4 separate regions of the Sus scrofa genome follow, and all the other regions are linked to region 1. The links are chromatin contacts, called in public HiChIP or PLAC-seq maps. All regions are on one chromosome and are shown on one strand. The core of a region is the stretch at or near the end of the contact, and the rest is flanking DNA. Distances in the headings are between cores, read along the strand shown.

Evidence for each region. HiChIP or PLAC-seq counts read pairs in DNA pulled down with a chosen protein or histone mark.
Region 2: a contact with region 1 is called in an H3K27ac HiChIP or PLAC-seq map of skeletal muscle. The contact joins two enhancer-like sites. A contact is called at or near these places in 3 of 5 promoter capture datasets (fetal liver, liver and skeletal muscle), 9 of 47 Hi-C or Micro-C datasets (embryonic fibroblasts, epiblast stem cells, fetal skeletal muscle and 4 more) and 1 of 2 datasets of contacts at active chromatin or transcription factors (skeletal muscle).
Region 3: an H3K27ac HiChIP or PLAC-seq map of skeletal muscle shows a contact between it and region 1. The contact joins two enhancer-like sites. A contact is called at or near these places in 2 of 2 datasets of contacts at active chromatin or transcription factors (alveolar macrophages and skeletal muscle).
Region 4: an H3K27ac HiChIP or PLAC-seq map of skeletal muscle shows a contact between it and region 1. The contact joins two enhancer-like sites. A contact is called at or near these places in 1 of 5 promoter capture datasets (liver), 3 of 47 Hi-C or Micro-C datasets (embryonic fibroblasts, psoas muscle and skeletal muscle) and 1 of 2 datasets of contacts at active chromatin or transcription factors (skeletal muscle).

The regions. Positions count from the first base shown.
Region 1 is chr13:125,887,006-125,893,943 of Sscrofa11.1, forward strand. The region is part of intron 2 of LPP (lipoma-preferred partner); the gene reads left to right. Among named protein-coding and RNA genes, the nearest start is that of LPP, 110 kb to the left of the region's middle. Within about 2 kb of position 4,411, at least 39 of the 83 cell types and tissues checked have an H3K27ac peak or open chromatin away from gene starts, as enhancers often do. A contact at or near this core is called in skeletal muscle, where this site is marked.
Region 2 is chr13:125,417,101-125,424,038 of Sscrofa11.1, forward strand. It overlaps LOC106508008 (a long non-coding RNA gene), which reads left to right. Exons shown (of 5, transcript XR_002337803.1): 3 at 929-1,008; 4 at 5,442-5,556. Among named protein-coding and RNA genes, the nearest start is that of BCL6, 31 kb to the left of the region's middle. Within about 2 kb of position 2,586, at least 2 of the 83 cell types and tissues checked have an H3K27ac peak or open chromatin away from gene starts, as enhancers often do. A contact at or near this core is called in skeletal muscle, where this site is marked.
Region 3 is chr13:125,509,580-125,516,517 of Sscrofa11.1, forward strand. No RefSeq gene overlaps it. Among named protein-coding and RNA genes, the nearest start is that of BCL6, 120 kb to the left of the region's middle. Within about 2 kb of position 3,317, at least 5 of the 83 cell types and tissues checked have an H3K27ac peak or open chromatin away from gene starts, as enhancers often do. A contact at or near this core is called in skeletal muscle, where this site is marked.
Region 4 is chr13:125,553,082-125,560,019 of Sscrofa11.1, forward strand. LOC106508361 (a long non-coding RNA gene) reads left to right here. Exons shown (of 2, transcript XR_001304512.2): 1 at 1-1,372; 2 at 1,651-1,854. LOC110256388 (a long non-coding RNA gene) reads right to left here. Exons shown (of 2, transcript XR_002337801.1): 2 at 3,117-4,637. Among named protein-coding and RNA genes, the nearest start is that of BCL6, 170 kb to the left of the region's middle. Within about 2 kb of position 2,775, at least 3 of the 83 cell types and tissues checked have an H3K27ac peak or open chromatin away from gene starts, as enhancers often do. A contact at or near this core is called in skeletal muscle, where this site is marked.

The DNA.
Region 1 (6,938 bases), core at 3,161-5,660:
AAATGTTTTCTGAGCACCAGAGAAAATTCGAACAATGAAGAAAAGTACGAAGAAGAGAATAGAAATCTCTCCAAATTCATTCTTTAGTGAAAATTATTGTTGAAGTTTTGGAAAACACGTTTTAAAATCTCTCTTTTTGTGTGTGTATGTATATATGTGTATATATGCGTGTGTGTGTGTGTGTGTGTGTAGTATAGATACAGGCATACCCATATTTACATGAATGAGTAATTGCAGGCTTTTCTATGATGTACCTTTTCACTAAACAACATGGCTTGAAAACATTTTAATTTCAATAAATGTAGACCTCTCACACTCAAAGTGTAATGTTCTTAAAGAATGGTGGTAATATTTAAAACCTTCTTTGTATATATATGTATATATATTTAATGAAATGTATGTATACTCATGGCTTCATGATTAAAAATATTTCTTTAGATATAATTGGATAGTATCAGCTTTACCTCTATAGTAGTTCCAAGAAAGGTCCTTTGTTAATTGAGGACATACTGTCTAAGTGTTTCGAATGGAGCCAGCACTGTGCTTGGTGCAGGGATCAAGAATCTGAGATGCTGCTCCTTCCCTTCTGGGTTCAACCTGGCCAAAGTGCAAACACCTAGAAGCCCCAAGTGCTGCCATGGGTGGGTGAGTGGGAGCCCAGGGGACAGTGATGACAATCATTGTTATTGAGCTGCTGCACTCTCCCGATATTCCCTGCAATATGATTCTGGTTATTATTAGAATTAATTAGTAATAAAATTAATATTAAAAATAGTGGTTATTTTGGTAAAAGTAACATGTGCTCCTGTTTTAAATTTAGAATGTACAGGAAAGTATAAAAGAAAAGGAAAACCACCTGTAATCTCACCCTTGACAGGTAACTACTCTGACACTTTATTTGTGGAGGTCTGTTTGGCTTTGTGACCCCAGGTTTTTTAACTGAACTCACTCTCCACAACCTAGTTCTCAGCTCTACTTTACATAACATTTTTAAAGTGTTCAAGATTAAAAAATCATATTTTAACCAAAATGCACTTTCTCTCTTTTGACACCTCCCAATCTCACACACACATACACACAATCACACAAAGGGCATCGATCACTCTTGTTAAGAACCAACCTCTCATTTTGCTGATAGAAAAACTGAGGTTTAGAACTTATCCAAGATTATGTTAAAAAAAAAAGTGGGAATCAACCCTTCAGCCGAGGTCTCCTAAATTCTTGTTCAGTGCTCTTTCTTTTCTACAATGATGCCTCTGTACTAGGTCATAGAAATATGGATGGAGAGAGAAAAGGAAAAACACGTCAATTCTAAAGAGTGCAGTTTTTTTTTTTTTTTTTTTTCCTGCATCCTCTTGCTGAGCTATTTTGGTGACTATTAAGCACATGCACAATCCTGCCTGTCAGAATGTTCTGGCTGGACCAAGAGGCCATTCACTGCTGACTGCCGCCATGCTGTCCCTCTATCATGGCAGGCTGCACGGAATCCTGGGCACAGAAACTAGATGGGAACAGTCTTTTTCAATGTAAAATCAAATTTCAGGGTCTGAGTGTACACGGAAAAAAATTGCTGCCTATTTTGTTAAACTGTACCTAACAATGAAACAGTGATAATAAGAGTGTGTTACTGGCTGGGGGTAGGGCAGTGGGTGATGTTGGGGTTGATTCATCTTAGTCTCTAATTCACTCATGAGTTCCAATGAGTCTCATACATGGATACAAATTATTAATTCTCTCTAGATGTGACCTTATCATTCTAGCTCCCCAAACCTTCAGATGTTTCCTTTTGCATATAGAACCAATCATGGACTTCTGCTTGGCATTTAAGGCCCTCTATGATATATCCTTGACATTGATATAATAAAAAGATGTAAAAATGTAGCAGTTAAGAGCCAGACTTGGCAGCCAGACTGCTCCACTACTAATAGCACTGTTACCTGGGCAGGTTACTGACCCTCTCTGTTTCAGTTTCTTCATGTGTAAATTGGGAACAGGATTGTTCTGGGGATTAAGTGCGTTAGAATTTGTAAAGGTTTACCAGTGACTTGGTCGTAATCCATCACATAGAAAGTGCTTTACTTGTTTATTAAATTGGTACGTTTCCAGCTCTTCCACCAATAGCACATCCCTTTTGCATTAGACTTTGAGTCATTCCTGAGACGGTCACCTCATTTTGCTGCCTCTGTGCAGCTATGATTCTCACTTTTAACAAGTTGGCTCTCTCATTTCATTTCTGACTGTCCAACTCCTCATCATCCTTTTAAGGACAATTTCAAGTGCATTTTTATCCATTTCCTTCTTTACTCATTCACATTCTTCATTCCTTTAACAAATTTTTACAGAGCATCTTTTGTGCCAGGGACACAGTTTCTGAACTCGGGAAGGTCTGTTACTTCTGCCACCCTCACCCTTCCATTGACATATTGCCATCAACCTTGCTTTACAGTTTCTAATGGATTGGTTTGCTCTCCCCTGCTAGAATATTGGCTCTTTGAAAGTAGGGTGCTTAATACTAGGTGCTTATTGAGCTATATTTAAATTGAGTAAATGAACAAATAAAGACTTATCCTTTGTGGGTATAATACCTTCTAATAAACGCAAGAAAATAGAAACAATATTGTGTGTGTGGTAGAGGGAGGAAGAGAGAGAGCAAGAGGGAGAGTGGGATAGAAATGTTGAATGAAGAGAAGGATAATCCTGGTTCTTAGGGCAGTGAACTACTTCCAAGTTGAAGAAAAGCAAAAAGACAGGAATGAGATGGAAGCTGCCGAAGTCGAGAGAAACTGGGTGAGAGAGTAGATTATTTTCTGAACTGTAAAGCATTTTCTCCAAGAAATGGTTTTCCTTAAGTGGTATAAAATGTGGAGTGAATTGGGTCTCACTTTTCCTTTTCCTCTTTAGGAGGTTGGAGCTGATTTTTAAAATGAGGTGGGGGAGGGAGGTGGAGCTTGGAGAAGGAAAGTGAAAACTGTTTTCTGAAGCCTTCTTTTTGCCAAGCAGCTCTTTAGAGAGAAAGTTAGAAGGAGATCCTGCCAAAACTGACCAGAGGCATTCAGACCAACTTGTTGTTTCTCTCATCGTTGTCCTGGTTCTCTCCCAGCCCTATTCTCTACTCCAGATACCTTCTTTCCTTCTTCCTTTTGTTTTTAAACATGTAAGTATTAAAGTGAGAAGCTGGGGGATAGGGGGGCTGCAGCATTAAAATGAAACACAAAGTAAGCAATACATTTCAATCTTCAGTTATAAAAATGATGTTTTAGATTTATTTACCCAATCTGTTTCCTGCTGGGAACTTCTTCTCCTGCCACTGCTCCTCATTTGTTTCCCAAATTTCTACCCACTTTCCGACTCAAAGCAGGAGAGGAGACTCTGACCACACAATGGGATTTGAGAAGGGAGCAGGGCAGCTTTCAAGTGCTGACTCTAGAGGCAAATTCCTGGCCTTTTTCCTTCTGAAGATTTTTCAGCTTTTTTTTTTTTTTTTTTTTTTCTTTTAAGTCTCTTGAAAGTTTACTACTAAAGACCCTTCGCTGTGGAAGGCACAGTTTCCATGATGGACCTGCATTGACTGTGTCCTTGGTGTTTGCAGGCCTCAAGCTACTTTGTAGGGATGCTGAGATAGAAAAATTGGACCTCTGACGGCAAGGGCTTGGGGTGTGTGTGTGTGTGTGTGTGTACATGTGCACTGTGGGTGCTGTGGGGAGACTGGTTTCTGGGGATGGAGGGTGGGCCAGGCAGTAGGTAGATTGTTATGTTCATACCTGAAGATCACCTGGAGACCTGCTGTAAACTTATCAGTGACACAGGGAGGGCAGAAGGTTCTGTTTGTTGCCACTGGGGAAGGCTTCACTGAGGGTGTGGTGTTGAAAGGTCTTGAAAGATAGCTAGAACTTCAATAAACAAGGAAGAGAGACGTGCTTTCAAGACAAAGGGAATGGGGAAGACAGAAAGCGGGGAGTGGCAGGCTGCGTGTGGAAGGTATGTGAAGGTGAAGCATTGATGTCAAATCATAGAGGTGATAGATGCCCCCCATCATGTGTTTGGGGCTTTTCCCCCCTGTTAGCAGTAGGGAGAGTTATGTGTTTTAGAAAGAGCTGTGATAGGATTTCTGTGGTGTGTGTGTGTTTGTATTTCGTTTTACTTTTACTTTTTAACTTTCTGAGCCTTTTTAGGAACTGTGAGGCAACCTTAGCTCTGGGAAGTGTTCACTACCTGTCTCTCTGTCTTGCCTTTCCTTTTCTGGCCTGGCTTGGTGCCTTGTCAGGCTTCTGATAATGAAGTGTGTCAGGGCTGGCTCCTGGGAGCCATGCGAGCAGACCCTGGGCTCCTTCTCCAAGGTTCCGGGTCCTTTATCCTCCTCCTTTCCTCTTCCTCCTCCTCTTTCTCTATCACCACCCCCAGCAGCAGCAGCAGCTCTCCCCTCCCTAAAATAAATAAACCAGTCGCTCCAAGAGGTTCCAAGCACATTAGTCACATATCCCAGAAGTTTAATACAGAATTATTTTGACAGCGAGAACAAGAAGTGTTTTCTAGTTGAACGCACAGAACTTGCTTCTTCCAACTGGGCTTTCTGCCGCAGAGACAGATGATATGTTTTTTAGATGGAATCGGCTGCGCAGGAGACTGCGTCGCTTCCCTTGGAAACATGACAAACTGCTCACTACCAAAAGTGGTCCGGGAAATTATGGGGGTGGGGGAAGAGAAGAGAGAGAGAGATCACATCCTTGTTGAGAATATAACTTTCTCCCTAATAACTTCAGTCAGCCACTTAGAGCTTCTATGTGTTTATTTATTTATTTGGCTGCCCCTGGAGCTGTGAAGTCCTTTTTAAATCCTGGGCTTATGGGTGTTCTAAAAGATGAGGACAGCTCGAGTTATTGCAATGCGGGTGGCTCTCCAAGCATTCCAGTTGAATAGCTCTTCCAGAAATATTTCTTGACTCACTAATTTAGCACTTTCTGTTGCTGTTACTAAGCAGATTGAAGAGTCTTCCCTGTGATTTCACCAGACTACTCTAGGGTTGACGTGTATCCGATTATTCCTATCTGGCCCATGGAGAGATGGAGGAATGCAAAGCTGAAGTCCACTGGCGCCCAAGAGGGCCTTTTCCCTGTCTTGCCAGAGCGCTGTCTGAAGAGTCAGGGAAAAGAAGAAAAGTGTGTGTTTCTTTCCCAGCTTTGCTCTTCTCCTTTAGCGCCCCACCTCCAAGTTCTTCCTGGGTGGTTAACCTGGGCAGGAAGACCCAGAGCTGAGCATGGAGGAGAGACATTAAGGAAGTTCCAGACCTGGGATACCCATTCGTTCTGGCTCCCATTATCCTTCCCCTCTTGATTCTCAAATCTTTCTAGAGTTACAGCCTTATTGGGGGTTGGGGGTAGCGAGCTGACCTCTCTAATTGCAATGCATGCTCTCTGGAGCTCTTTTAACTTTCTCTGATTGTATCTCATTAGCCCCTCATTCCAAGGCCTTCGTCCAAGAAATGTCTTTGTGGTCCAGACATTGACTGGCTGTATGACCTTGGTCAGTAGACTCATTGGGCCTTGGTCTTTTCAGAAACTTTTTGTTTATGGAATTCTTTCTTAAACCCCTTGTGAATTGTCATCTGAAACCCCAGTACAGGTTTCCCTGCTATCTGAAAGTGAGAGTGTTCCTATGACACATTTTGTGAGCTGAAAAGGAGTCAAGTGCAGAAGCAACTGCAAACTCTGAATGCTATTTTTGCTTTTTGCCATTTTTTTTTTTTTTTGTAAGAACGAATATCCTCTTTGGCTTTCTTTTGGTCAATGAAACAGATACTAATGTAAGCCTTTTCATAAAAGCAAAGTGGTGTAAAGAAAATTTTTGAAAGGTAAATGATACCTTTAAAATAATCAAAGTATAATTATATGGTGGCACTGTTATGTCATTAAATGGTTAAATAGGCTTCCATCTAGGGCTGAGTTATGGTCCTAAATTCTGTGCCTCTGTGGAACCCACTTTGAAAGCCACTGTATTGGAGGTGCTTCAAGCTTCTGTAAGCTTTCTGCCTCTCTGGACATCTCTTAAGGTTGAGAAAGTGGCACCTGTACCGATGAGGAAGATGGGCCCAGAGGGAGACTTGGCCCTTCTGGTTTCCCTACACTGGCTGTGAAATTCCATGTGATGAAGGCCTTTTAGCCTGCTCACTTTCAGTGATTGTTCTCAGGGGTTTGTCAGCTCCTAGGCCTCCATCCACACCTGGGCCTGGTCACGTGCCTGGTCAGCACCTCCTTATTATTCATTATATAGTATTGAGTGGTCATCTCAGTAATTTCTTCCCAGAGCCTCTGTCTCAGGAACATTTATGAGAGGAGTAACATTGTATTCAAACCCCTCTTTTTCTTTTTAAAGAGCTGAGTTTACTTTTTATAAGAAAAGTATTCCTCCACTGATACTTATACAGTACCTGCATTTGTATGACACTCAATTATTCCCCAAAGAAGTTTCTGACCTTTATGATATACTTTACATTTTCTCATTGCAAAACAATTTCTAAAGAGCTTTTTCTTTCTTTCTTTCTTTCTTTCTTTTTTTTTTTTTTTTTGTCTTTTGTCTTTTTTCAGGGCTGTACCCGCAGCATGTGGAGGTTTTCGAGGCTAGGGGTCAAATCGGAGCTACAGCTGCCGGCCTATATACCACAGCCACAGCAATCCCAGAACCTTAACCCACTGAGTGAGGCCAGGGATCGAACCCACAACCTCATGGTTCCTAGTCGGATTCGTTTCCAATGTGCCACAATGAAAACTCCCAAAAGAGCTTTTTCCAGCTAAGATTCCACCATAACTCTGAGGCAAAGGAGACTCAATGAGATAATCCATATATAATCAGAGTTAGGCTTGTAGTTTATAGTTAGGTTGAGAAGAATTGTAGGGATGTGAACTTTAGACTCCCTAAAGTTCATTGCACCAAACCATTCCTTC
Region 2 (6,938 bases), core at 1,336-3,835, 470 kb before region 1:
AGAAGCTGCAGTCAGCTCAGTGAACACAACTGGGCAGTTTGCTATCGAGGGGGCCCACACACCTTAGAGAGGGAACTGAACTGCTGAAGGCAACTTCTCTGCAGCAATGTCCTACATAGCTTAGCGGCTGGGGCCCTTGTAATTATTTAGTAACTGGACAGTGTTTCCTCTCCAGTGTGAATGCCTAAAGGTCAAGAGCTACTTTTACTTTCCTTGGTATGTATCTTAATCTCTCCCTGGCACCTATGAGAAGTAACTTACTCATCTAATAGATGTTTTGAATAAGAGAGACCCAATAAACTTTTCATTGGACTTAATGCACTTTTAGTTATCTTTCCATCCTTCCAAGTAAATACAATTACAGAGCACATACTCTGGGTCAGGTATGGTGCTAAATGTTGCAGTTGTGTTTGGTCTTTAAAATACTGGTATTATATAAATGTTGCTATTAGCTACTGTCCAGTGTATTTAGGCTAACTCATCTGTATATATTTGCATATCTTCCATCCAATTCAAAAGATATGTAATGTGCACCAACCACATGTACAGAGGGAAAAGGAGAAGCCTCAGGGTCACTCAGGGCTGTAAGGACAGCGCAGGAGAGCAAGATACGGGACACCAGCAATGAAAAGGGCAATCACTGAGCTACAACAAATAGAGCATTTAAATATGGAAACAATTGCTTCAAACTAAGACATCTAAAAACGTTTCTGGGGGAGGTAGAGTTTGAAGTCATGATAAAAAATTTTGTAATATAGTGACTGTGCCCTTGAAATAAACATCAAAATAATAAAGTAAGCTCTGAAATAATGAGCTGACACATATAGGGGCTTAGTACATACTGTTCTAGGTACTTTGCATGTGTGCACTTATTTAATCCTCACCACTATCTTATGGAATTCATGGTGCTGTTATCCTCATTTTATAGATGGAACACTGAAGCACAGAACGTAACTGACCTAAGGTCAAAGAGCTAACAAACAGAAGTGGGAATTTGAACCCAGCCAGGTAAGGCTTTGCTCTCAGCCATTATGTTCTCCTGCCTTATAAATGAAAGTTAGGCCTTCAATAGCCAGGTTAGGAAGAGAGGGTGTGGGGAAGGAGGGCGTTTCAGGCAGAGAGAAGAGCTGAAACAAGGGCACAGAAGTTAGGTATACATCTCATAATGTTTTATTTTGCCTAGAGAGCTTTCTAGTTTGCAAAGAACTTTCTCAACAGTTCTCTAACATGCTTCTCCTTGTGACCCTGAGAAATATGCTGTGATTATTATTCCAATTAGAAAGATGAGGAGACTGGGACCCGGGATGGAAAGGCACCAGCTGGGCTAGTGAGCTGCAGCATGAAGTTCAAGATGCAGTCGTTTAACTTCAGAGTGGTGCCTTTTCCCATGCTGTGGTGTTAATAAATACATTCATTGCTCCCTGTTCTGAGCAAGACCCTGAGCAAGCCCTTCCGCATATGCCCTAATGCCATCCTTGCAATGGCCCTGAGAGGTAAGTGTTGTTGCATTTCAAAAGCAGAAACGTTTTAATTCTGCCCCTACTTTTCTTTTTTCTTCTTTCTTTTTTACATAATGATTTTTTTTATTATAGCTGGTTTACAGTGCTTTGTCAGTTTTCTACTGTACAGCATGAGTGACCCAGTTACACATACATGTATAGATTCTTTTTTCTCACATTATCATGCTCCATCATAAATGACTAGATACAGTTCCCAGTGCTACACAGCAGGGTCTCACTGCTTGTCCATTCCAAAGGCAATAGTCTGCATCTATTAATCCTAAACTCCTAATCCATCCCACTCCCTCCCCCTCCCCCTTGGCAACCAGGAGTCTATTCTCCAAGTCCATGATTTTCTTTTCTGTGGAAAGGTTCATTTGTGCCATATATTAGATTCCAGATAAAAGTGATGTCATATGGTATTTGTCTTTCTCTTTCTGATTTGCTTCACTTAGTATGAGAGTCTCTAGTTCCATCCATGAAATCTTTCCAAATCTTTTCTTTTTTTCCCAAATATTTTATTGTGAAAATGTAAAAATATAAAGAATATTTAAACAAAATTCATATCTACCATTAGATTCTACTACTAATATTAGTTTTCTTTTTGAGGATACTGATGATTCCCTATGAGGCATGCTGGTTTAGGGGTTCATGCTTTACCCACTCTTTTGGCCCTTGGGAACCCCTGAGCCTGGAGTGTTACCTGCACATGAGCATATGCAGCTTTTCTAAAAATGGAAAATCCAAATTCATCTCTTTGCAAAAATCTTCCAGTTCCTCCTGCATTTGGCCAACCTCTCCTGTGTGGTGAAAGTCACCATTTAAATATGAAACCCAGCTCAGTTTCCAAAAATTTAATTGCATTATTAAGAATTAGTTGAAACTGGGCTTTGTCAATCTCTGAGGGGCAAGGCTGGGACTGAAGCTGACCAAACCATCAAGGCTGGCCAGAAATTCATTGCAATTGCTGAAATACTTAATGTAATCTGGGGCTGTGTTGGTTGGCGACACCACCTCCAGTACAGTGAGTACCCGCTGGGTAGGGCATAGTTCTAGGCTCTCTGGGGGAAATACAAATTAGTGGCTAGAGAGAAAGACTGGCTTTACCACGGATCCAGTGACAAGTATGTCAAAGGCCAAAGAAAGATGATCAGGCAAGAGCTGGTAAAAATTCATAGCCAGCCCCACAGCCGCAGGCAGCAAGAGCTGGATTCCCAACATCAGCTTTCTTTGCACTTGTTCAGTCCAGGAGTCAGGTAGGAAAGATCCTGTGTTCAGCCCTGTTGCCTTCCAGATTTGATTAAGGCTCTTAGGAGAGTCATGACCTCAGCCTGGAATGGCAACACAGGAAAAAGACAACAAAAAAGAAAGAGAAGATGACTAAAGCATTTAGTGCAAGAGGAGGGGCGATGGATGGAGTGAAAACTGGGAAGTTTCCACTTGATTTTCAAGGCCACGGGTATAATGAAAGGCCTCATTTTCTTGTGCTATTGTTAAGCCTTTCAAAAGAGTCTCCTCTGCAAGCCTGCCCCCAAACCATAGGTCTAGGATGATTTCTCTCCATGCCTTTTGGCTTGGTTTGCTGATTTATAAAGGGGGAAAGCAACTGCTACCTTACAGGTATTCTTTTGAGGATTAAATGTGGTAAAGCTCAGTAAATGGCTCATTAACATAAATGTATAGAAAATAGACTGTTTGATATCCTATCCAGCTAGCCCAGCCATCTGGTAAAAAGTAGGACCAGACAGTTAGACTCATGTAACAGAAATTTGGAAATCATCTGATCCAACACCTGAATGTGGTAGATGAGAAGGGAGAAAGCAGCAAGTGCTTCCGACCAAGGGTGCAGAGAAAGACAGAGGCTGAGGAGGGCTTTGTGGGTGTGGGGAGGAATGAGAGACAGAGCTTTGCTGAACCCCTTGTGATATAATCTAAACTCATAATGAAGAGAGACATAGGCAGAGTCTGCATTTCAGAAGTCGAGGCTCAGAGTTTCCAAATGGAAGTAGTCTCCCTCAGATCCAAGAGCTAAAAAGCAGATGAGGGAGATTTAAACCCTGGCTGAGTTCAGAGCCCATGCTCTTGACCTTACACCATCTCACCAGGTTTTCTGCTTCCTTGCAAAGACCCATTTTTCAAGGTTTCCGTAGCACCTTCAGAAAAGAGGGGTGGCTTGGGAAGGGGGTTGTTTTTATGTTTTTTAAAGTCTGTGAATCCCTGTGGAACCCTTCTTTACACAGCTCAGTTTTACAATCTAAGATGTCTAAGTCCACAGGCTGCCCCAGGCCTCTTTCATCCCTAACATTCTCGGTGTTTCACACCAAAAAGAAAATGGTCCTCCTTTGCCTCCAAATCCAAGTAGTCCTTACCTACAAAAATGGCTTCTTTAAAATCATCTGCCTATGTTATTTATGGTTATCTGAGGCCCGTGCAAAGAGACTCACCTTCCATTTCCTTCCCCCAGGACCTAGTAGGTGCTAAATACACTTTCTAGTACATTTTTCTTTTCTTTCTTTCTTTTTTTTTTTTTAAGAGATGCACCTGAGGCATGCAGGCTAGGGGTCGAATGGGAGCTGCGGCCACCAGCGTATGCCACAGCCACAGTAATGCGGGTTCCAAGCCGCATCTATGACCTACACTGCAGCTTATGGCAATGATGGATCCTTAACCCACTGCGCAAGGCCAGGGATTGAACCCACATCCTCATGGATACTAGTCCGGTTCGTCAACCACTGAACTATGATGGGAACTCCTCCTTTTTTCTTTTCTTTTTGGCATTTCTCTGACCCATGGCCCCAGTATCTATCCATCTGCATATTCATTATCTATCCAAATAGATTTACATGCATAATTACCAAAATCACACCCCTTATTATACATGGTATTCATGTACATGAAGATACCTGCTTATATTCAGTGGACAGTGATTAAGCCTATTATGTGGCAGGTAACAGGCAAGTTGCTGCAGAAAGTGTCACCAGCTAAAATCTAGACTAGATTGCTAATCATCCAAAAAGTCATGCCATTTCTTACACGACTGATTTTAAAAAAAATGTCTGATGCTCTGAAAGACCAGAGGGCATTGCTGTGAGCTACATTATTCTCATGCTTTGCTGAAAATTTAGCTCAAAAATCCCCATTTCTAAAATGTTACTACTCACTGCTATGAGAAAACATTCATAATACAAGGTAGTGGCCTAGACAAGGGTTTAGATTCACAGGTGGCACATGGACCTTCCTTTTCACTTTTGGAAAAACCTTTAACAGCTCAGAGTCTGTTACCTGCCTGGACCCCTTACATTAGACTGGAATATTATTCACTTGCTCAAATTCAGGTGACCGATGTTAATTTAACACTGTTGGCTGCTGAATCAGTTGCATCAAGGTCTCTAGAAAAGGCAGCCTGTGGAAAGAGCACTGACTCTTTCAACAAAGCTGGTTTCTTCCGGCTCTGATGTCAATACCTGTGTGACCCTGAGCAAATTACTTAACTTCTCTGAACTTTGGTTTTCTGATTTCTAAAGAAGGGAGGAAAAATACCCAACTCACACATGTAGGTAAGGGTGAAAAGAGAAGTAATTCCCAGGACCTGATAGACAGGGAATAGCATGGGTCAAGCACAACTCCAAGTTCTTTGGCCTGAGCAAAGGTACCAAATGGAATTGTTGTTTACATTTGAATTGAATTGTTAGCACAGGGGATAAATAGCACTTCATCTGGATATTAGCCACTTCCTCAGGAAGGTACATCTTCCAATCCCACCTTCTGTGTCCCTCCTCTTTCAAAAGCCCTGATGAAGGATTTACGAATTAGTCACCATTTAGAACTCCCATCCCCCCTTTTCTTGCAACTGAAGTAGATAATCTATACATGAGTCTGAGTGAAGATTTCAAAGATACCCAAGCATTTCGCTAATCCCCACTACAATCGTCCTGCTTTCAGAGGTAAAGTACTTTCCCATCTGTCACCTCCCTGGATCCTCACGACCACCCCAGGAGAACGCAAGCCGGTGATGTTATCCTTCTTTGACAGATGAGCAAGCAAAGGATTAGAGAGGGTAAGTGGCTGGTCCAGGGTCACACTTCTAGAGTCAGGTCTAGGACTCTCAATCCCACCCATGGGCTTCCTATTATACCAAGTAGCCATGAGATTTTTGCTACATGCTAAAAGACAGCCAATAAGGTATTCTAAAAGAAATAAAGCCGGGAAGGTAAAGGCTGATGGATAACAAATCTGTTAGTCTCCCTACACTCATGTCCTCCCCCCCACCCCCGGCCGTGGCCCAGTGTCCTTCTCTCTCCCTGGCGCTCCTTTCTCAGCCTCGGGTCACTCAGCTCCTCCCAATGGTTCAGACCACTACTTAAACCCAGGCTCCCCATGAAGCCTTTGGTCCCAACTGCCCCACCCATTTTTTTTTCACCTAAAATTTTCTGAAACACCAGACACAGTGCTCCACTGTCTATGAGAATTTTCTCCTAGTTGGGGAGAAGCAGACAATAAGCTCCCTAGTAAATATGTACAGTAGTTTTTACAGGAATAACTGCTTAACAGTGGGAAACAAAAGAAGTGGGGAAGAGGGACAGGGCATGTGTGAGAGGGGAGGATGGAAAGTGAGACAGGCTGCGAGTAGTGTAGAGGTCCCTCAGCAGGTTACACTAGAAGCTGAGAGGAGGTGAGGGAGTGAACTGTTTGGATCTCTGGTTGAGAGTGCCAGGCAGAGGGTGTGAGCACCACGGCTGTGAGCCAGAACCCACCTGGTGTGTTCGAGGAACAGCACGGAGGCTGGTGTCGCTATGGCAAAGTGAAGGAGGCCAGGACAGCGGGAGAGGAGGACAGAGAGGAAAGGGGGGTTACATTGTACACACCCCATTGAGCGTTGGAAGGACTTTCTATGACTTTGGATGAGATGGAAAGCCCCTGAGGGTTCAGACAAAATCTAAAGTTGATTTTCACAGAATGCCCCTGGCTGCTCTGTTGAGATGGGCAAGGTGGGAGTATAGACACTGTTTAGGAGGCATTATAATAATCTTGGAGACAGACAATGGTGGCTAGGACTAGGCAATGGTGAGCAGCAGTGTTTGAATTCTGTGCACACTTTTAAGGCAGAGCTAAAAGTGTTACTAGTAGTTTGGATGTGGGTCGTGGAGAAACAGGAGTCGAGAACAGCTCCAAGTTCTTTGGCCTGAGCCACTGTAACAAGTGGAATTGTTATTTCCAGAAAAGGAAAGGCTGCAGGTGGAGCAGATCTGCAGGGGTTAGGGGCACACCAGGAACTCTGACTGGGAGGTGTTCAGTCAGAGAAGCCAAAAACACAGGAAAAGCACAAAGACTGAACAGGCAGCTAGATTTCAGAGTCTGCAGTTCCAGAGAGAAATCGAAGCTGGAGATTGAAATTTAGGGGTTGTCACTGTGCAGATTTTGTTGAAATTGTGAAACTGA
Region 3 (6,938 bases), core at 2,067-4,566, 380 kb before region 1:
TCAGCTTGTCCATAAGATATTCTATAGGTAAATTTCCTGTCTCTGAATGCTTTTCAAGCTTGGATTTCTACTGCCAGGGAAGCTATAGAAGAGACTCTTTCATTGGGAGGAAGAGTGAAGAGAAAGCCCCTTAAAGATAGTTTCAAACCATAAGATTTTTTTTTTCTTTCTTTCCTTTTTTTTTTTTTTTTTTTTGGTCTTTTTAGGGCTGCACCCATGGCTAAAGAGGTTCCCAGGCTAGGGATCCAATAGGAGCTGCCGGCCTACACCACAGCCAGAGCATCACAGGATTCAAGTCTCATCTGTGACCTACACCACAGCTCATGGCAACGTCAGATCCTTAACCCACTGAGCGAGGCCAGGGATAGAACCCACATCCTCATGGATACTAGTTGGGTTGGTTAACCACTGAGCCATGACGGGAACTCCAGGCTTTATTTTCTTATCAGCTGTTGAGACAACATGTGTTAGGGGAAAAAAGAGAGCCAGAGAAGGCTTGCTCTTTGAGAGATAATTCAAAAGGAAATAAATCTGATCATACAGATGGTCAAAATTCCAGAGTTTAATTATGCTATTTTCCCTGTAACTCTGGAAATTTCTCTCTCCCGTGATAGAGAGCCTGCTCAAGTCAGACAAATCAAGGACCATAATAATTTTTCTTTTTCTTATTTTCTTTACTAATCTCAATGCCCAAGTCACTGATTATTTATTATGCGGAATGAATCTGGTAACTGTTTTTATTTTTTATTTTTATTTATTTATTTACTTTTCTTTTTGCCTTTTCTAGGGCTACACCCGTGGCATATGGAGGTTCCCAGGCTTGGGTTGAATTGGAGCTGTAGCCGCTGGCCTACGCCACAGCTGCAGCCACAGCAACACGGGATCCGAGGTTTGTCTGTGACCTACACAATAGTCATGGCAAAGCCGGATCCTTAACCCCCTGAGCAAGGCCAAGGATCGAACCCGCAACGTCATGGTTCCTAGTCGGATTTGTTAACCACTGAGCCACAATGGGAACTCCAGGTAACTGGTTTTATTAATCATATTTGTCCACCTGCAGAATTTTCCAGGTCAGTGTTTGCCCAGTGGGTTCTGATAATACCCAGAAATGGATGCTTTCAGCCTTTGGGATCATGAGCAGGACTTGGAACAGCCAGGGTTCTGAGCCAGCTGCCTCCAGTAACAAGCAGTCTGCTTACTCCCGTATAAGAGAGAAATACTATCAGTTTCTTTCTGGGCTGTGTCTTAGAAGGGGCTGGGAAGCACCGAGTTTCACTGTAAAATTTAGGCCTTTCAAAATACATAATTTAATTTTAATTTTGTGGAGACAATCAAAACTGGTCACTTTCTGTTTTCTTCATATTTGTTTTTTAAATTAAACTTAGGTAGAAACCTATCCCTTTCATGGACCTGCTGGCTGTGGATTGGTCATCCCTGCCTGATTCCACTTGTCCATGGGAAGAAGAGTAGCTATAACTTAGAAGAGTTAGTTAAAATCTCAGGAAACTGGCAAAACATTTTCACCAACACATTCCCTTCACTGCCCTGAAAAAGGTCCTTCCTCAGGTCCTAGTCATTCAACACAGGAGCCGTTTCCTCCAGGAAGCCTTCTCTGGCACCTCACATTCCATCACTGAAGTTAGAAATAATCTCCCCATTCTTTGAATCCCTATAACTCTTGTTCTGTTCTTTTCTTACAACATCGAACAATTTTTGAATCCTGGTCAGTCATATGAAAATATGATAATAGCTGCACTAGAATGTAAACTTTGGGAAGATAATGTCCATGTCTTATTTTCAATATTCTTTAAAATATTCCTCAACAAGACTTGAGTTACACATGAAAGGCACTTAACCAGCTAAAGGAAAGACAAATTAGTTTGACACTTCTGTTTGATTAATATGTAAATTTAAGTTACTCCCTTAAGTTATTTGGGAAGCATTATTGAAGGGTTTTCAATAAATTCTAGAAATGTGTGGCTGCTTGTAATTTTATATATAATATATATAAATAATAGATATAATTTTAATAACATGATCTAGACAAAACCAAAAATCCAAGGAAAACATTAAACTTTGCTGTTAAACAGAGAAATACAAATGAAAACAAATTGGAAATACTGTTTTTAATATATTAAAGTAGAAATAAATTTAATCAAACAATCAATGTTTGAAAGACCTGCTGCTAAATTGGCTAGTGGCATTTTAAATTAACACTTGCGTTCCCATAATGGCTTAGTAGTTAATGACGCTGACTAGGAACCATGAGGTTTCGGGTTCCATCCCTGGCCTTGCTCAGGAGGTTAAGGATCCAGCGTCGCCCGTGAGCTGTGGTGTAGGAAACAGATACGGCTCGGATCCCGAGTTGCTGTGGCTGTGGCGTAGGATGGCGGCTACAGCTCCAATTAGACCCCTAGCCTGGGAACCTCCATATGCCATGGGTGCAGCCCTAGAAAAGACAAAAAGACAAAAAAATTAAATTAATTAATTAATTAACACTTTTAAAAAAGTATAGAAGAGCTATAAAGATGCCCAGGCATATTTTCTTAGTCATCCCATTCATAGGAATTTTGGAATTCATGCAAAGGTAACAGCAATAACCACAAGAACAGAAAGCAAAATATGCAAAATGCACAAAGACATCTATGACAACATTCACTATAATACCAAAAAAGCAAATACACAAACAACAAACAAAAAAATCGGGGACAACCCACATGTACCAAAGTAGGAACATGGCTTTACTAATTATAAAACAGTATCAAAAATTATACTACATAGCTATTAAAAAGCAAACTTCAAAAAAATGTCTATTATATAATTTTTAAAAATCAGGACATGAAATGCACATTATGCATGCATGATGATGACAACAAGAAATAGATAAGAATGTGCAAAAATACAAGTCTTTGAATGTGTTGTAGAATTCTGGCTTGTTTTCTGTTTTAAAGTCATTACATCATCCTTTCAATGACAGACTACATTTTAAGTAATTGAAAACAAAGTCTCATTAGCTTTGTCCTTGTATAAGTTCCCAGAGAGAACACATTATTCTTATTCATTTCTACCTCTGCTACTTGTCTTTGATTTGGACTTGCTCCATCCTCTTTTCCCACTTCTCACTCCCCTAATAAGTCTGGAAAAAGACCCTCACCATACAAGGAAGCTAAAAGCACCAAGTTCAGCAGAAGCTGTGTATCCAGATCAGCAAACGTCAGAGGACAGGATCTGATACCTCGCCCCCACCATTGCAAAGGCAGACCCAGATTCTTCAATGACCACAAGTGGCCTTGGTTTGACAAGCCTTGCCAACAAGGCACAATGTTCCCGTCCTCAGAAATAGTCCCCGGCAGAGCTTCCAGGGGCCCATAAAAGTCTGCACTCTTGGAAGAATGTGACAACTCTGGCATCAAACACAGATTCGTCATTTTCTATAATAAGAGAATGTTCAGTTGCATCAGGCTTTTTTAGCAAAGCCAACACTTAGTAAAATTTTGAGGTTGTGCAAGTGAATTTTTGCCCAGCCCTAGACTCCTTTCCCTGCTCTGGATGATCAATAAAATCCGTTTACAAAGCCCTTTCACATCCAGTTTCTCACTTGACTCTTATGTCAACCCAGTGAAGTTGATGTTATTATTAACTTCATGTTTCAGAAGAGGACACTTCAGGGAAGTGAAATGACTTGCCTAAAGTCACATAGCAGGTCAACAATGGAATGAGAACACAAACCCAGCCGTGACTTCTGCTCATGGCCTCTATTTCCAGTCCAGGGGATACACTGAATCAGTGCACCCACTCACACTAGTGTTCCCTGTACTGCCATCCCAGGGATGTATACTTAAGCATTAAAGGAAGGCAGAAGGGGAGGATAGTGTGTAACCTCTAAAAAGGAAAGTCAAGTAGGCTTCCTAAGAAGATGTTGAACTAGCCTGACCCACTAGCTCCTTCCCTTGAAATCACTTCTGAGGAACTACAGAAGAAAAACATGAAGTTGCAGAGAAAGCTGTAGGAACTCCCCAGAGAGACAGAAGCGATTTTTATTTGGCATGTGCATGTGTCTGGAATGGCCTTATCCTAGGGATATCCAGGCTTCTGTGACAGAACAAACAAGAAAGGAGTCCTCGTTTCTTAGAATCTTCATCTCCCCTCCAGCCCCACCCTTATTGCCTTGGGACAGACAGGGCTGGCTTCTTGAGCAAGTGTGCTTCAGGTGTAAAAGCAAGGCAGGGAAGAGGCCCTCTCCCTGAATGGGGGTGAGAAAAACACATGAAGACTGACTGGTCTCAGGTGGCTGCCTCCCTACCCTCTCATTCTAAATTCCCAGGGCTAGTAGATTACATTCTCCTCTTCTAGATGCTAATTCTAAATTAAAGAAATATATCTAAGGAGCTATTTGGGTAGGGAGTGATTTGCTCTGGTTTTCTGATGCCTTGAATCCTCCACTTCAAGGTTCATCCTCCATCCTCAACCTCTACTTTGAACACACTGATGCTGACACAAATGGAGATCTGGCTTTAAGCCCCTCTGCCATCAGTACTGCTGGACAAAGTAGCCCAGAAGCCCAGAAGAATGGAAGCCCATGGGTGAAAAGAGAAGTACCAATATTTCCAAAGTGAAACAACAAACTGAGTTATAGATTCCATAGGAACCAGAGATATTAGAACTGACAGATCAAGAATTTACATATGTTTTTAACAATTCATTTAATTTCTTACATTTAAAAATAAGGATTGATACTAGTGATATATAAAGAAAACAACCCTAAAAAGAATCAAGTAGAAATGTTGAGTATGAACATATAATAGTTGAGATAATGTGCTAAATAGATGGTAATTAGGAAAGTGAATTTACCTGAGGAATTAATTAGTAAACTGGGAGATAAGCTTGAGGAATTCTCCTTAACAAAAAATTATTTTAAAAATAGAAAATATTTAAGAAACAAAAGGCAAACATAGTCCTAGAAAGAGAAAAGGAAAAAAGAAAAAAATAGATCCAAATGTAGAGGAGGAAATATTTGAAGAAATAATGGAGATAATTTCCCCGGAATTAATGAATGATAAAAAGAGAACAAAAGAGGAGAGAGACAGGAAATCACACTTCTGGACATAAATCATGTTGTAATTTCAGAATATCAAACAAAAATAAGGTAAAATTGTTTTTAAAAAATAGTCCAGAGAAAAAGAAAGAAGATCCCTTACAAAGGAATGAGAATAATATAAATATCAGATTTTACAACCATATGGAAGGATGCAAGTGTAGAATTTCATTTCCAGCTAAACTTTCATTGAAATGTGAAGGCACGATAAAAAATACTCTGACATATAGTTTCAGAGTGCTTGCCACCCAAACACCTATATAAAACGTTTTAAATGACTACTTACACAGATAGAAATCAATTTAAATGATGATGAAAAAAAATGTGAAGAAAAGTTATTAAAATATCTTTGTAAAATTTGTGGTTGTCTTAAAAATTAACTGAAATCAAAGAAAACAAAAACATGTCCGTAAAAACCAAGAATTAAAAATCTAGATGACATCAATATGATGGAGTAGAAGACCAAGGAGCATCAGAGTATATTAATATCTTTGTCTAATATAAGAGAAAACATAGACAACTTTAAAACAATAAATAAGAAAGACAAAATATGGAGAAACAAAATATGGAGAAACGTGTGAAAAATTGGAATAATAAACTAATAAAGTAGAGTAGTCAACATATAGGACTTTATACTACTAGATAACTACTAGATATGAAAATGAGCTAACTTGCCAAATAAAAAATAAATTTCAGCTATTTGCTATTCACTAGACACATTCTAAAGCAACATCTATGCAAAATATAAAAATAAAAGGATAAAAATGATTAATCAGACAAGTAGAATAAAATAAAGTTGCTATTGACATAATAGTATCAGATAATATGAAGATAACAATCTTTATACCAAAACTAGCAAAGAGCTATAAGGAAAAATAATTACATAGCTATGCTACTTATTGATATGTGTAAAAATCCAAAAAAAAAAAAAAGTTTCAGTAAACCAAATGCAATAGTGCATTAAAATGATCATATGCCACACTGGGTTTTTCTTAGGTATATGAGAGTAGTCTTAACATTAGAAAATCTATAAACACAATTTAACGTATCAGCTAAATATTTCTAGCACAATAAGAAAAAGAAATTCGACATTTGGCAATTGAAAAGAAGAAAGTAAAATTACCATTATTGTCAGATAATGTGATTTTGTGACCAAATTTCATAGCTGTTTTTGGTTAGATTAGTCATGGCTAAAACTGGAAATTTGTAAAACCGCTTAGAAAAATAACTTGATATTATCACATAAAATTGAACTTTATGGACTCTATAAGCCAACAATTCTACTCCTATGACTATGCTTAAAAGAAACTTGCATATGCAGACCAGAAAATGTGGGTGAGAATGTCCATTGCATTATTGTACATATTAATGAACCGGAAAAAAGATTCTCATCAATAGGGAATGATGAACAAGTTATGGCATATTCAAATTAAATGAATCAACAACAAGCAACAATACAGATGAGTCTTCACAATATAATATTAATTAAAAAGTAAAAATATACAACTGTGAATGATGTCCTTTGTAAAATATTAATAACTAGATTAATAAAATAAACTTTTAAAGGAATACATATAGATGAGATGAAATTATTTAAAAAGGAAACCAAAGGAATGCTGAATGCAAGATGCATGATGGTGGTTACCCTGGGAGAGGGTCTCAGGGTTGGGGAGGAAAAGACCACAGGGAAATGTGTGATCAAGCTGCTGTCATTTTCCTAGTTTTCACATTGAGGGGTCATTTACAAGTGCTTAAAATGTTAGATTAACTAAATAAGTCAATGCAAGTGCCATACATGCAACAAGGATTATGATTAATCCAATTCTAAGTCCCTGAGATCTAA
Region 4 (6,938 bases), core at 1,525-4,024, 340 kb before region 1:
ACTGCATCATTCTCTTATTATGGGAGAAGAAAGGTAGGGCTGCTAAGATTTTCCATTCTGCCTATTGCCATTCTGACTCCTGTGGCTCTTCCAGTATCCTTTCTCTTTGGGAAAAGGAATTCTAGACTCTCAGAGAGGCTCTTAGGGTATGGCAGAGCACAGAGGGGCTTTATCCGGTCTGCAACCCCTTTCTGTTTGCCTCTTCCCTTCAGTATCCCTTCCACAGGCTGTGTAGACAGCTTCTGGGATAATGTGCTCTCTTCTCAGAGGCAGCCTTGTCCCATGTTTTAACAGTTTAGATTGTTCGAAAGTTCTACACCACACTCTGTCTCATGGGAACATCCTCCCATGGTTGGCTCCAGACAAGTCTGACCCTGCTTCCACAAGAATGCAATGTGTGGCTGCCAATCTCACAGGTGACTCTACTTGTCTCAAATCCGTATCTTCAAAGTCCCATGAGCAGCATGTCTTTCCAGTCTCCAGCCCAACCTGTCTTGTGAACTAAATTTCTACCACTCCTCCCCATCATCTCTGCGCTGGAGGAAGTCTCTGTGGTACCAAAGCTATTGTTTACCTGTTTGGCTGGGAATCCTCCACTCTGAGGGTAGACTTCCTTCTCTGTGTTTAGGTCAGCAGATGCCATCTTCAAGTTTAGTGTTATGTTTCTGCTTTTGACCTCAGCCTCCCCTTATGCTTGGTTCAAGATGGCTAGCTATACGAGAGACTGAGACAAATTATCTTTAGTTCTAGAATGACGTGACTCTCCCTAGTGCCGAACTACATGGAGGAAACTTCAGGCTGAAAGAAGGCACACAGGCAAATACATTTCAAATGGCCTTGGAACTTCTGTTTTATTTGCAAGAAGAATACAATTCTTATTTTTTCCTTGATTTGGGTATATGTTCTACAGTCTTTATCAAACACCTAGGTTGTGTTTTAAGATTTTGTATGAAGATTTTACATTCATTATCTTATTTATGCCCATAACAACCATTTCAAGCCAGATATTATTGTATCATATCACTACATTTTATAAGAGCACTGTGGTTATAGGCTAGTGTTTTAATCTTTTGTTCTATTATTAGAAGCCAGGACTGCGATTCAGAAAACCTAGATTCTAACCCCTCCGTGACCTTCAGCAAGTCACTTTCTCTCTTTGGCCCTCAGTCTTTCCATCTGTAAAACAGAAGAGGTGTGGGGTGAACAAATGAGCTGCAACAACCCTAATCCTGGGGTACCAAGAAATCTTGGTCGGCCTCTCACAATCACTTGTCCATTTTCAGTGTGACCAGAGAGAAGAAAAAAAAAAAAAGAAAAACCCACAGCTGGATCCAGGAGCACAAACCTCTCTCCACTATTTGCCACAGAGATGGTAAGTGAGAAATATTATCTCAACTGAAAGGACAACATGTCCATAATCATTCAATACAACTGGCACAGTGACAATTATTTTTTTAATGTAGAAATTCTGCTTGGTTCAAGTAAAGAAATGTTTGAGAGAAAGTTCAAGTTTTGAAACTGCTAATGCCTTCCTGCGATGGTGTGTGGGACTCGGTGGGGGTGGGGAACAGTAAGCCAGACAGTTCATCTTAGGGGTAACCTCTTTGGTTTATGTAAAATAAATGACTCATATCAAATTCATTTTTGTAGGCTGCCATGCCTGAAGGAGGACCAAGCCATGCTCAAAAGAGATTGAGTCCTTCTTACAATTAATCAGCTACACCCCTGTGTTGTATGTCTTGATGTCTAATTTCCAGAGGAAAGATTGTTGTCAAACCAAATAAATGACGATGCTTTTGGAAAAGAAAAAAAAAAAAAAAAAAGCAATCAAAAGGAAAACCCACCTCTCCTCAATGTAAAGATGTCGATATGAACTCACCTATTGTTTGTATTTCACACCCACAGTCTTGATGCCTATTATCTCTGAAATTATATCAGTTTCCAAAAATCACTTGAAACACTCCTACACCTGGAGCTTTTGATAAACAGTCCAGCTCCTACAGAGAGAAGCACTTTTTGTGTGTGCATGCATGTGTGCGTGTGTGTGTGTGTGTGTGTGTGTGTGTGTGTGTGTGTTAGAGGTTGAAAGACAGAGAAAGACAAGTTGGGGGAGATGGAGAAAGTGACAGTACAGTTGTGAGTTGCACCCTAGACACCTGCGAAGACCAGAGGGGCTTTACTGTAACCTAGAAGAAAGTCAATGGGTACGGGGCTTCCCTCCATGGATCTCGCTCTTGAGACTGTAAGAAACTTTGAGGGTAATTTTACTCTGATGCTAAGAATAAAAATAATGATTAATGTTTTTGAGCACTTACAATGTTCCAGGAACTTTTCTAAGAGCTTTAATACATATGAAATCACATATTACTCACAAGTCTATGAGGCTGATACTATTATTATCACATTCTATAGATGAAAGGAAAAAAAAAAAAGAATCACAAAGAGGCAAGCTCCCCCATCTCTGGCTTATTGACACTGAATTAAAATCTTGCTGATCCCCATCAAGACTGAGGATGCCACTCTCTCTGGGAAGCACCGTCAGGGAAACAGAATGTTACCCTCCTCTGAAGCCCCAAGATTTCTCCTGGTGTTGAAGCCACTGCCTTAAACTACAGTGATCCCGGGAGTTTCGTCGTGGCTCAGCAGGTTACCAACCCCACTAGTATCCATGAGGATGAAGGTGTGATCTCTGGCCTCGCTCAATGGGTTAAAGGAACCGGCATTGCCGTGAGCTGTGATGTAGGTCACAGACAAGTCTCGGATCCCGAGTTGCTGTGGTTGTGCTGTAGGCTGGCAGCTGTAGCTCCAATTCGACCCCTAGTCTGGGAACTTCATATGCCACAGGTACGGCCCTGAAAAGCAAAACAAACAAAAACCTAATGATCTGGGCACCTGCCAAATCATCTCTGGAAGAGTTTAAGTTTTTTAGGATCAGGGTAGTATTAATATTATGGCTGTTTTCCCACAGCCATAGCAAACTGCCTGGCACTACACAGGCACTTAAGAAATACTAGCTGAATAAGTAGATGGAGAGACTCAAGTTTCAGACCCAAGTTCTCACAGTCATGTTAGAAAAATCAATACACAGCCAGCTCTCCAGAGTCAAAGCTATCTGTGACTTTTAAAATAAAACACCTCATTTATTTTTAGCCCTGTAGGGTTTTCCTCTGAATTCATTTTCACTTCTTAGATGCTTACAGTGGGTGCCCTGTCCATTTGGCCTGGGAAGTAGGTTTCAAAAGAAATACTGTAATGCAAGAGAGAAAACTTAAATCATGTCAAGTTCTGAAGTTTGTTGTGCCCCCATTGCTAATCCTGAAGTTAATTTCACCCAGGTTAAACTGACATCGTTCTTAGCTTTCAAGGAGCTCCTCATCATTTTAGAAATAGAGCAGAACTCCATTGAGAACAGAGCCTCATCCCCAAAGCATATCAGGATGATAGAGAAAACCTGAGATGTAGCAAGATGCCTCTGATAAAAGCATAATCTTATAAGAACCTCCTTAAAATAGACAATCCACCAAAACTCACCCAATTTAACCCTCTCATTTGGGGATAATGTGGCTCAGAGAGAAGAAATGAGTTGCCAAAGGTGACAAATCAGTTTTAAAAAAGAAGTGAGGATAGACTTGGGGCAGGGAACTCCTAGGTGAGAGTCTTGCCTTTTATATTTTGCTAGCCTTCATGACTGGGTTACAAGTCAGTGATACCTAAAATAAAGCCAATTACATTTGAGGCAAAAGTTTGACGTGGGTTTGAGAAAGTCCTTAGCTCAAGCAAGAGTTAAGGGCCGGGATGACGGGGTGGAGGGTGAGGGATCTCTATTTTTGACCACATGCTAAACATTTGTACCTACTAAGCATAGCAGGATAAATTAGTTGGTTGGCGTCAAAGGACCGTGAGTCACTGTTCTAACCAGCAATAAATCCAGTTGCTGGCACAGAAGGGATCAAATGCAAAATGACAGCTGAGATGGGAGCATACTGGCCTCCCTCCATCCATGGTTCTTCTGTCCCTGTCCATGCTGGTGGAAAATGTTACATTGCCTCACAGTGACGTTGAGGCTTTTAGAGTAGTTACGATCTCATAATATTGCTGGTGGCTAAAAAGCCAGCAGAAGTGAGTATGTCTGTGCAGATGACAATGACAAGTGGGTGAAGTCCCAGCCTTGATCCTGACTCAGTACCTGATTTTGGATGTGCCATATTCCTCTGTAGGCTGCGTTTCCCCCCATCTGAATATTGAAGGTGTGGGCCAGAGAATGTGAGGGTTCTGTCCACTTCCTGGATTCAGTGAGTCTAGGAATGCATTGACTCCTCCTTTCCTTAGAGTGGTTCTGTGAGTCCTCAGGCGAGCAGCCGCTCAGAAACATGTCAGTTCAGCTAATAGCTTGACGTCAAGAATTACTTTTACTCCAACCCTTGTGGCCATTTGGGAGCTGGAGGCATGCACTCATCTTAAAGTCAGAAGAATAGGCTCTGTTGCAGTCTCAGCTCCACACACAGGTGATGTGAACAACCTCAGTTCCTTTTCTGAAGGTCCGATTCTTCCTCTGAAAAGTCCGAGTAATAACACCTATTTCACTGAGATGTCTTGTGGGTCGGATGAGATTTTTAAGATGTCAAAGGGCTCGTAACCTGAAAAGCATAAGGGGTTGTGTGGGGGAGGATGAGGATGAACATGTAGATGAGGGGTTATGAACACTTTTTGATTTTCCGTAGAGATACAAATGAGCTGTAGGTTCAGGGTCAACAAGTAAGGGCAGGGACCGAGACGTGCTAGCTGACTGCCGGCGCTGGGCTCACCCTGAGAACCGCAGCAGCAGCTCCCGCCTAGCCCTCTCCTTCCTTCTCACCACCACCTCGTCTCCCCAGTCCAACAGAAAGTGACACCCCTCTTACGTCTTGAGCCTCCCTCGCCCCCACCCTCCTCCCTGCAGACCCAGCGGGAGTGTCAAATCTAAACCACTGTACAGATATTTCGCCCTCACTTCTTTAGTCTTCTAGACCATCTAAAAGAAAACAGCAGAGGCGCTCCCTTCGCCTACGCATTTCCCTTTGTTTTGAGGGCTGTGGCAGCCTGGCCCAGCGGCAGCTAGGGTTCCTGGCCAAAAAAGCAACTCCATCTCCAAGATCTCTCTCTACACCTGAGGTCTGGGTGTCAAGCAGGTCCGCTGGCATTCTTCCGGTGCTAAGTTAGATGTGCTGCTTTTGATGGGCACTGAGGAGATTGCCCTTAGTTGGAAGTCGGACCTTTTCATGCCGATCCACAAGCTGACAGAGCTGCAAAGGACATTAGGAACTTCCTGGTTCAACTCAACCCCACCCCCCGCTCCCCGTTGTTTACAGATGCACAAACTGAGCCATTGAAGAGAGAGTTGTCCAGCAGCATCATTTAGAAACAGAGCCAGAAGGATCTTTAAGGTCATCTAAGCCAAGTTTCTCCTTGGACAGATGAGGAAATTGAGGCCCGGTGATGCTAACACACCTGTTCTTGAGCTAAAGAATTAGTATGTAAACCGGTAAACTCTGGTTCAAAGTTCAGATCTCATTTCATGAGAACCACTGTAAGATACATAGCATGGCAACAGTGTACGTGAAATCTAGCTTCTGAGGATATGTAGATAAAACGGTAGGTTATTCCACTCATGTAAATTGGGGAAAATAAATTTATACCCATACTTTGGAATTCCTGTTTTACTCTCCCAGAGATTCATTATGTGTTCCAGGGTGTGATGAAAAGCATAATTAAATTTGTGTCAGTGGTTTAGGATATATGGGTGTAGGCAAAATATAGCTACTAAGAGTTACTTTGATTCCAACCCTGAAGCCTAAAGGGGCCATGCCAATGTCAATTTGGTGTCATCAGGAAGCAGCTTATCTTTGATGGTCCAAAGCTAAGTCCTACTGGGTGAAAGTTAAGCCCAGAAACAGAGGACTCTATATGAGTCTTGGACCCAAAGTCTATTACTTATTCACATCTTTGTCTGACCTTGGGGCCAGACCAGTTGTGTGCTGGTAAATGTTTAACAACTGGCTCTAAGTGGGAGGCGTACGGGGAGAGGAAGCTCTCATTTGTCATATTTTCCAATATTCTCAGTATAAATGGTCCTCCATGGCCACTTTCAAGCTACCAGTGCAACATTGCTGAATGTGGAGTTTGGAAAAGGTTCTAATATATGGATACAGCAATATTAATAACTTCAAGGACATATATGATAATAAAACTTCATAAAATAAATAGGAAGTGATGAGTTTTGAGTATTTCCTACCATTGTTTTTAATTTATTTTTATGTTTACAAGACAATTTTTTTATTAAAGTATAGTTGACTTACAATATTTCTTCAATTTCTATTGTACAGCAAAGTGACTCAATCACACAATTTTTAATAAGAGCTGTGCTTTTAACCAGTTCTCCAAATTCCTGATAATTTAACAATCATCTCTTGTGAGCTAGAACAAGTCAGCTCCCAGCAAACCACTGGGCCAGGCAGATCTGAGTTTGAATCTGGCCTTCGTTCTGTCAGCTTCGTGACAGTATAAAACTCCCTTGAGCTTTAGTTTTTTCAGCTGTGGAAGGTGATACAATAACAATAGCTTCATGGGTTTACCGGTGATGTTCAAATGAGATAATGCTTAGTACAGTAGCTATACATAATCGCTCCACAAATCACCATTAGTGCAATCCAAGCCAAGTTTATACACTAAGTCAACACTTTGCAGAGATATATTTTACAATGCCTGTTGTATATGCTCTTCAGTATTAGATGCTTTGGGGGTTCAGAGTGCCTCAGACATTACACTTGCCCTGCTCTCAAAGAGTTTACAGCCTAACAAAATGGGATAAAATAGACATTAGCAAGTATAATGCAGAGGAAGCTAGGATCACCTCCTTAAAAAAAAAAAGAGAGAGAGAGAGAAAGAAAAGAAAGAAAAGA